Regions from separate parts of the Mus musculus genome. Here region 1 is linked to region 2. The links are chromatin contacts, called in public Hi-C maps. All regions are on one chromosome and are shown on one strand. Each heading gives the region's core, a stretch centred on a gene start, on an enhancer-like site or on the middle of the called end of the contact. The rest is flanking DNA. Distances are from core to core; before and after follow the strand shown. Region 1 overlaps Alcam (activated leukocyte cell adhesion molecule). Region 2 overlaps Alcam (activated leukocyte cell adhesion molecule).

Region 1 (4,775 bases), core at 51-2,550, 120 kb after region 2:
AGTGGCTTCTTCTTCGGCTGTTGTTCTCCTGAATATTTTGAAGCAGACCCTATGTCCCACTCATTTTATCCAGCACAGCAGTTACAGGCAGTGGCTGCCTCATAACTCTGTTAAACCATTTTGTCTTCCCAGCTGTCCCTTCTCCAGGTTTTCTTAAACTTGCATAGCAACCTGCCAGCTCTCCCTGCTTCCTTTCCAATTGTTTGGTCTTTCCTAGCACCTGACTCAGGTTGAGCCAATCAGAATCTTTCCCCTGTGCCTTTGGAATCAGACAAAATGTATTGGTTACTTTTCTAAAGTAAGAAGGAAAATAAAAAAGCTAAATTTAGAAGTGAATAGCTCATTTTCCTGTATGATCAGGTGGGATCGCACGCAGGAAGAGTGAAGACAGATAAATAAAGGGAGCGGAGGTTCTAAGGAAGCTGATGCTGCTCCTGCCCCCGGGGTCTAATTTGGTCCCCAGACCTCACTTCTAGCTTCCATGGCGTCCCTTGCTTGTATGTTTCTTCCACTCTCATTATCATAATTACAGTGAGAAATAACAAAAACAAAATCCGTGGAATATGGTCAGTCATATCAAATTTGTATTTTCCTCAGCAGTTATGAGATGACCACTACTTCTGACAAGGCCATTGTGTTGGGTCCAGGCGAAACAACGACTGTAAACTGCAGACTGCACGCGGTGATTCTCCAGATTATAGACAATGGTCTCCAGATTACAGACAATGGCTTGATGCAGATTTCATAGGGCCACAATTCACATTAAGGTGGGAAAGGAAAGACCACTGCTGCTTTGATAATGAATCCATGCATAGCCGAGGAAGCTCTACAAGAGTGGTTCTTTTTGCACACCCTATAACTGTGACGTATGAAACATTATGTCTATGGGTACATTGTGAAATTTGCTTAATGTTTCCTTTGTGCTGTTTGTTTGCTTGCTTGTGTTTTTTTTAATTAGATACTTTCTTCATTTACATTTCAAATGCTATCCCCAAAGCCCCCTGTACTCTCCCCCTGCCCTGCTCCCCAACCCACCCACTCCCACTTCCTGGCCCTGGCATTCCCCTGTACTGGGGCATATGATCTTCACAAGACCAAGGGCCTCTCCTCCCTCTGAATACCGACAAGCTCTAAAACGTTCTCTTCAGTTCAGGTTTATAAATCAGCACGGCATGAAGGAATCTCAGGAACTCTCTGACACCTCGGTAAATGTAAACTGTGACGACAAAGCAGAGACCTGCCCATGTGTCTGCCGAAGGGGGAATGAGGAATTCAGAGAAGCGTGGGGAGTAGGTATTTATCCAGAACTGTGGGCAATGTTTTCACAGGCTGGGACTGTGTGTTCTGCAGCAGACTCAAGTCTTAGGACACCTAAGCTGACCTAAGCTCGCCCACATCCATTTTATGAATTAATATCTGAGGTATAAACTCACAGGTAATGAGACACGCGTCGTGGGCAGCCATGGAGAAACAGTGGAACGCACACAAGCAACCAACTGCCCCCCAGTACCCTACTTTTAAGTTTCTTCAATTATCTAAGAAATAAATCTGACTTTTCCCACCTGTGTATGTTTTACAGGCAACCTCTTAGCCTGTTCATTGAGAGTACAACAGCTGGCCACTGGCACAGTACTGCTGAGAAAATACACTGACCTGTTCTGTAAAAAACACAGGCATTTCGTTTAGCTTAGGTGCGGTTAGACTTGTTTTGTGATTTGAACAGATCCACAGTGCTTTGGAACACACGCAGCCCAGCTCATAACTTGGAAGCACCTTTTCACTTGAATCAGCCCAGTTTCAAGACTTAGTGATGTCACTTAAAGCACGCTGGGATCGCTGATGACCTCCAGGCAGGTGTTTGCTGTACTTTTTAAATTTTAAAAAGTACAAGTTTACACCTTGTCTTAATTTTACTGTCCTTCTTTCAGGTATATATGTATATTTATCCAGTTTCTTGGTTGTTTCTTAATAAACATGATGACATATATTTTAAAGTCTAATATCTTTCAGATTAGCATTTTCCTTACCTGTGAACAAAATGTCAGACATAAAAGAAGGTCTGGAAATCAGGGGAATTTGGATCTCTCAATGCTAAAGCAAATTCTAAAAAGAATGAAGTGGCTCCTTAGACTGTCTATTATCCGAGAGCCGTTTAGTAAGTTATGTTTCTAAAAGGTTCCAGAGATGAAGTCTCTCTTCATCTGATGAGTTATGCATACATTCCATATGAATTTAAAAATAAACAAACAAAACAAACAAACAAAAAAACATTGTTGTTATGGCTATTCCCTGAGAGGTTCTACCAGCTCCTGACCAGTACAGATGCAGATACACATACCCAACCATTGGACTTAGCCTAGGGACTCCAATGGAAGAGCTAGGGGAAGGAATGAAGGAGCTGAGGGGATTGCAGACTCATAGAAAGAACAATATCAACTAACAGGACCACCCAGAGCTTCCAGAGTTGTGGAGGGGTAACCGAGAAGGAGGATCATTTGAAATGTAAACAAATAAAATGATTTAAAAAAAAAGAATTTTTAGATGTCATGGTATTTAGCTCAGCAATACTTCTCCAGTGAATCTCCAACAAAGAAATGAGACAACACTCTTCCATCTCTTTAAACAGTAAGTTAGAATAAGACAAATATTTTATAATATAGATAGCTATGGTTTGAAATGGTGTATGATTGAGAAAAATGGCTTAGCAATACAATATCTCTGTATGCTGTGTGGTGAGGTACATTCTTGAAAACCCTAGGCTTCACTTAGGTGGGGCAACATATTTGACTCAACAGACAATTATCATAACAGTGATAGTAACAATAATAGCAATATTTTCCCCAAATTAATGATTGAATGAGCTTATGATTAGGACTTGGACAATCTTAACTAAAAGTCATGCAACAGTCTTTAGATGCTTCTTATGGAAATGAAGGCTAGGTTTCTTGTATTTTTAGCTGATATGATTTTCTACTTTTTTTAATTGATAATATAGAAATACAATTCTTCAAACACTAGAAACCAACTAACCCTAAACCTGTTCACTCTATCTTCTTGTGTAACATAGTTCACGGCAAACGGTGTTTCTCAAACACTGGCTCTCAGAATATCTTAAGTTAGGCACAGGATTAAACAATGTTAAGCAAATTTACTTAAATCGGGAATTGTCAAAACTCACTTTATTGGAGCATCGTTGGGTTGTGTAAGCACATGCTATCTACCAGTTAATTTGGTCAAAGTCTAATTATTAATATTGCATGAATTAAGTGAAAATCTCTCCAGGAATAAAGTGATAAAAACGTGTCAAATAATCCACTCCATTAGGCATAATGTGGCACTAGCCTCAGAAGTCATAGATACAAAGCTTAAAGCCCCACTTCCTACATTTTCTTCTCAAGTGCCTTTGCACATCACCTCACAGGGGAACTTCTTACATTGATGAATCTATGTTCTGCTATTCTCTCTCTCTGATGATATCTTGTCAGCTAAATATCTACAAATCTCTTAACCAATCAAAAAGTCATCTAAGCAGCCCCATCTTACAGGACTAAATATTTAAATACTTATGAAAATGAAGAATCACTTCAATTCTGTCTTTAAATTTAAGTCAGAATGTTAACACATGTCTTAGGAAAGAAAGGAAAAAGAAGTAACAAAAATGTGTATGATTTGTCATCAAAATATTTACAGGATTCTACCTACATGTGTCCTGATTTTTTTTTAATTTAAAATAAATACATTAGTCCTGGAGAAAATATTGCTGTCTATACTCTTGGTAGTAACACTTTGACAATAATTTTGATATTTATAGTTTTTTTAAAGAATAGAAAAATTTAAACATCACAATGATATGAAATATTTTAGAGTTAAGAAATACTTATTCCCAGGCATCCTTTGATGAGTAAACGTAACTGTTTTGTGTGTTGGTGGTGGTGTGTGTGTGTATGTGGGGGATTTGTATAGGCAAACATGTAATGAGTTTGTTTTTGAATGTCCTCCACTCTTTGTTTGGTATCATCAAAGAAATGCACATAATTCTGCCACTCTGTTTTTCTTACTTTTTATAGTTTAGTAACTAAGGACAAACATAATTATAACAGTACAATTTTCTACTTTGTACCAGTCCCCTTCTTTCCTATTATGGTTGAGTACATTGAATATCTAACCTCTCCTTAGAAGGCCTATTATACTACAACATTCTACTAAAGATGTTAATAACAATGGAAGTAAAAACAACAATAGACAGCATCCTGAAGCGGGTCTTACTTGCCTTCACTTTGCTAATCACTTTCTAAACATTATCTCACCTTGGTCTTTCAACAAACATCTCCAGTAATTACTATTATTCTTTTCTCGGTACAGATAAAAAAATAGACTTAGAGACAGCATGGGGCCTGCCCAGTTATGTAACTTGTTTTAGATTTTTTTCTTTCTTTTTCTCTTAATAGAGTCATTTCATTCATACTATATAAATTCTATTTTTATTGAAAATAATTTTTCATACAGTATACTCTGATCACTGTTTCTGCTTCTCCTTCTTCCCCTAGAACCTCTGCATTACCCCCATTCACTCAACTCCACACCTTCTTTATTTCTTTCTTTTGAAAACATTTCCCAATGAAGCCTCTTGTTTGTAAATCTGTAAGAGTCAAGAGCCACAGGGTGTTGTGTAAACCATTTAGAATCTAAGAATAAAGTTAGAAATGAACCCACTCTACAGCTAAAACGAACAAATAAGAAATACATGGTTCCGTATTCAAAATAATTTTTAATGT
Region 2 (5,432 bases), core at 475-2,974:
TGTTGAATTATTAGATGCATTTAAAATAGCATTAGTTATATAAGCATGAATTTTATTGACATATTCAACATATTACATTTTTCTATATAAGTATGCACAGATAAATATATTACTATTATGTCAGTGTTACATACTCTCAGAGAGAGAGAGAGAGAGAGAGAGAGAGAGAGAGAGAGAGAGAGAGAGAAGAGAGAGAGAGAATTTTAAAAGCTGGAGGCAATTCACCAAGCCCCAGAAGGCTCACACTTACATATTTCCATTTGCCAAACATGAGGTTCTGAGGTACATCGAGACGGCAAGGCATGACAATGGTGTCTCCATATGCTGAGTTGACAGTGTACCATCCAAGGCCTTTGGGCAAAAGGGGAAAGAGATGTTGAATATTGTCCTGAAGCGATAGCAGAGGAATACAGGAGAATTTACAAGCTGATTATGTTCTTCACTGTACTTACTAGGAATATATTTCACAGAAACATGAAGCTGTGCCAGAAATAACATGTTCAAAGATCTCAAAATAGCTTGAAATACATTTTCATGGAACGGATTATCAAATTTACCTCTTAGAAAATTAATATTAAGTGACAAGATTTAAAAAAAAATAGCTCAAGTTAGAACAAATTTCAACTTTATCTAGATGGAGAAATGCTAGTATTCAAGTAGCTGATTTTTTTTCTTTTTTCTTCTGTTTTTTTGAGACAGGGTTTCTCTGTGTAGCCCTGGCTGCCCTGGAACTCACTTTGTAGACCAGGCTGGCCTTGAACTCAGAAATCTGCCTGCCTCTGCCTCCTGAGTGCTGGGATTAAAGGCGTGTGCCACCACGCCTGGCTCAAGTAGCTGATTTTATAGACAAAATTCCTACTAAATTTTAACTTTTCATAAAACATTAATATGCTAAAATTATAGTACAAAAATTCTGTTCTCACAAGGAATTATTCACAAAGTGGTTAGCTGCTGCATTAGGGCATCAATCTAATTTAAAATGTTGTTTGTTAGTCTGGTACACAAAAAAAGAAACGGGTCATTTCATCCTTTAATGAGCTAAGTAATAAAAAATTACAATGTGAAAAGAATAATTTTGACTAGGAACGTAAAATATTTTTTGTATCTATTTATAATCCTGGAGTTTTGAAAAACTTTAAGACTTTACGGACAGAAAAAAACAAACTCTTTACGGTCTTCCTTCAAGGTCAGTGTGAAAATGCATTAGTAATTACATAACCTAGAAAGAGGAAGAGGGATGGGTAGAAGGATGATTAAAATAAACAGATCAAAACAAACAAGCAACCGATAAGAGGGGTAACATCCAGTCCTGAGGAGCCCAGCGGTGTGCCATATGCTTTACAAGGAACTGGATGAGAGCCGCTTACAAATATGAATCCATATGAAGCAACAGAACTGCCCTTTATCCTGATTCCATCAGATCATAGCATGTATACCTGTAGACACACATCACATCCTACTCTCTAAATACGCAAAACTCATATGTGCTCACTAAAAAGAAAAAAAAATCTACTTTGATACTTGCATTGCCAATAGTAGCAAGGAAACATCTCAGACACCTCAACTTCTCAGGTTTACAGAGCTCTTTAAGGTTTACGAAGCTCGTGGGTGGATATCCAGTAAGGAATACCCTAGGTGGTAGAGAGCATGAAGGGGCTATTCTAATCTGCAGGGGGAAAGCATAAGCAGAGGTTATTTCGTCCAGCAGGTGGTGCTCAAGGGCAAAGCTAAGGCAGCCCGCAACACACAATAAATAAAACCATCTTGGGACTTTCTGAACTGGAGCACCCGTGGGTGAATAGACGGTACCTTTCCCGGTTACCCATTCACTGTACGGTATACATAAGAGCTTTACACCGGGATAGAAATCACTAATGTTATTAAGGAAGGGAGGTGACACAATTCCTATTCTAAAATTCAAATGCTCAAGAGGCTACTTCCTCTCTAAATACGTCTCTGTGAACAAGAATAGAAGGAGCCACTGGGTAGCACAAACTGTTCAAGAACTTTTTACCACTGTAAAGATACAGGATAGTATGCAGAAGCAACGAGACTGTATTTCCATTTTGTATTTGAAAATGAAAAAATACATACAATTGTTCACCGTATACCCAGGATCTGTTAAAATAACCTTAAAACTTTCCCATAATTTTGTTTTCCTCATGCTCAGATTATTACTCCCTTTGACATTAAACCATCGGATATCAGAGGATCATAAAAGAATAAATAGTATTTTACTCTAGTTTTTATTTCATATATTTTGCAATGCTGAGGATTAAACCCAGGGCTTCAGGCATACAGGCAAATGAGCACACCAACTCTAATACTGGACTTTCTTTGCTATTTTATAATTTTTTAAAAAAATTGAAAATAGATTTTTCTTTCATACAATACATCCCAATTACAGTTACCCATCCCTCCATTCCTCCTACCTCCCCAACCTCCCCCAGATCCACTCTCCTTCCTTTTCTTTTTCAGAAAAGAACAAACCTCCAAAACGACAGCCAAACTGGACAAAATAAGATACAATAAGACAAGATGAGCGCCCTCATCTCAAGGCTGAACAAGGCAGGTCAATAGGAGCAGAAGAGTCCAAACAGCATGCAAAAGACGTATGCCGGCTTCCACTGTTAGAGGTCCCACAAAAAACCACCAAGCAAACACCCATAACACGCATGCAGAGGACCTGGTGCAAACTCACACAGGCCCCGTACCTGCTGCTTCATCTCCATGGGCCCATGTGACCCCTGCTTAGTTGATTCAGTGAGCCTTGGTCTCTTGGTGTCTTCCAACACCTTTGACTCCCAAATACTGGACTTTTATATGTGTGATCCCTAACAGGCATATTAACCTTGAATAGGCTGTTCTAATAGGACACAGCTCTGGTTTTCTCTATCAGGTTCCTGCATGTGGTAATTTTAGCATGTATTTTAATTTGTGGCTAAGCATTGATAATGAAGATCAACAAAGCCACAGGTGACGTGTGATCTCACCTTTTACAGTAAAGCACTTGCATGTGATGGTGGATTGGCATTTCACCTTCATCTGTGACAGGTTGCACCCTGATAATTGGCTCACGTTTTTATAGAACACCTTCTTTTGACAATTGGTGCTGATTCCAAGGTAGACCAAGCAATGCAGTTTGCAGAGAGCTCAGGATCCCTTGATGTCCATCCTTCATAAGGTAAGCAAGCAAAGGCCTTTCCCAAAATGTTGATCACTGATCTTCCCAGATACTATTCTTCTCTTCTACCCTCATGGAAGATTAATGTTCTATACATATGCCAGATTTTATGTCAGATTTTAAAGTTGCATGAATCTGAAGTATATCTTGTATTATTACCATGATCAGAGCACAATAGTGGCAGAGAAAACAACAAGCATTTTTAAACTCCATATTCTGATACTTAAGAAATTTAGTAAATAGCATTGGAAATGTAAATGAGCTAAATACCTAATAAAAAATGGAAAAAAAAAGAAATTTAGTAAAATGGTTTATCATTTGAATGTGGTGACATCCTTTTCATTTTACTTATCTAATATATTTGGAAATTAGAAATAACTTATAGCAATGGAACTTTGAGGTATTCTTATTGCTTCACCATATTCTAAAAGCATTATATTTTGCATGGGCTGAGAACATGGATTTTTTGTTGTTGTTGTTGTTGTTGTTGTTATCTATTGTCTTGAGGAGAAAAAAAAACCAAAACATGAAAACAAATACATTTCATGGTAGTTCATGGAAGCCTCTCTTCCATCTCCCGCAAGTTTAAGAACTATTTCTGCTCTCTGATTTACAGATGATGCATCTCGTGAGACCACAAAGCAAAGTGTTGACACTTCAACTGTTTTGACAACTCAGGGGTCACATCTTATAGTGACAATGCCAAATTGAATTCAGCTAGGGCAGGACTCTAATGAAAGAAGAAATTCAAAGGAAATAAGACACATGACAGAATCAGGGACAACAGAGAAAGACAAACAGTCAGAGACAGAATCTCTGTTCCACAGACTCAGAAAAGGATAAGTACATTGGATCATGTGATGAGCCATAATAATGCTTATGTTGGGATCAATTTTCTAGTTGGCTACAGCCATCAACTTGCTTCTACTAAGGTCGTATGACTTCCTGTTTCATCTGTGTGAAAGATGCAGGGTGTGCCTCGGCGGGAGAGCTAAGGTGTTTAACCTCCTAGAGATACAGTAACTATAGAGACCGTGGTGATTTGATAATGAATTAGCGTCCTAACGCCTAGAGATGTCCAGAAGGGGCAGCAAGACAGGGAAAAACCCATCACCCTGAGTGATTCTGTTTGCACCTTTCATAGAAGAAAAAGCCTTTTATCTTTAAACTACCAGATCTGAAAATTGAGTTTGGCTTACTAGAATTCTCCCGCAGTTTCCTTCCTGTAATAGTCATTAACTAAATTATTGAATTTTGTGCTCTACAGATTATTTGGCACTATTAAAAATACAAACTGTCTGTCAGATATTTCATTAAGATGCTGAACTTACAACATAACATAGTAGACTGTGGATGTGCACAATATGTATATGAGCATCCATATCCACGTGTGTGTATATGTTATTTGTGCCTGCAGTTGTATCTCTGTGCGAATGGATGTGTATATCTGAAGGATAAAGGACAATTTCAAGTGTCTTTCTTCAGGTGCCACTGATCATTTTACGATGCCACTATCTCACAGGGGACTAAAACTAAACAGGTATGGTCAGGAAGCACAAGAGATACATCTATTCCTACCTTCCTGGTGCTGATACTACAAACACTCATATGAGCCATGGTACCCAGTTTCTTCTTAACTCAGGCTCTCGTGCACGCTGGATAAGCATTGTAACAACAGCAATCCCATTTCTAACCCATTATGTGCTTGTATACTCAGCCCATGTCTTGCATATACATGCAGTTTCACTGGATTAGAACTGTATGAAATGTGCCAATTCAAGAAACTTTGATGAACACAATAGCTTGCAAAATGTCCTGACATAAAATAACATAATTTTTTTTATGCCTGAGAAGCAGGGTATAATCAAAACACTTTTTTAAAGGTGCTATTATCTGAAAAACATACAAACAAACAAACAAACAATCATCAAAACCAAAACAATAGAACTGGAAAGTAAGTAAAATGTAATAAACAAAGTTTTTTAAAAAACTTCTTGACAAGATAATTCTGATACATAGCAGCTCAAAAACAAACAAACAAAACCAAAACCTGAGTATAAAGTGCCCACTAATTATAATTGTATATTTCTGAAGCAAATAATTTAAAGCAGATATCAAAAGGGAAATACTAAATTGTAAGTTAGGTGAATACTTTTGACTTCCATCAAAACTAACTATCAATGTAATGATTTTTATCACATTGGTGGCAAATGACTTTTCTATATAAATGAATTCTAAAGGTCAGAGT

Evidence for each region. A called contact is a pair of places that touch in the nucleus more often than the background predicts.
Region 1: a contact with region 2 is called in a Hi-C map of the CH12 cell line. The contact joins two enhancer-like sites. A contact is called at or near these places in 1 of 15 datasets of contacts at CTCF or cohesin (CD8 T cells), 43 of 484 Hi-C or Micro-C datasets (B cells, the C10 cell line, the C2C12 cell line and 32 more) and 9 of 115 datasets of contacts at active chromatin or transcription factors (PVALB interneurons, VIP interneurons, bone marrow-derived dendritic cells and 6 more).

Annotation. Positions count from the first base shown.
Region 1 is chr16:52,432,116-52,436,890 of GRCm38.p6, forward strand. All of the region lies in intron 1 of Alcam (activated leukocyte cell adhesion molecule), which reads right to left. Among named protein-coding and RNA genes, the nearest start is that of Alcam, 19 kb to the right of the region's middle. Within about 2 kb of position 1,301, at least 18 of the 459 cell types and tissues checked have an H3K27ac peak or open chromatin away from gene starts, as enhancers often do. A contact at or near this core is called in the CH12 cell line, where this site is marked.
Region 2 is chr16:52,309,562-52,314,993 of GRCm38.p6, forward strand. Alcam (activated leukocyte cell adhesion molecule) reads right to left here. Exons shown (of 16, transcript NM_009655.3): 2 at 251-351. Among named protein-coding and RNA genes, the nearest start is that of Gm32597, 19 kb to the right of the region's middle. Within about 2 kb of position 1,725, at least 8 of the 459 cell types and tissues checked have an H3K27ac peak or open chromatin away from gene starts, as enhancers often do. A contact at or near this core is called in the CH12 cell line, where this site is marked.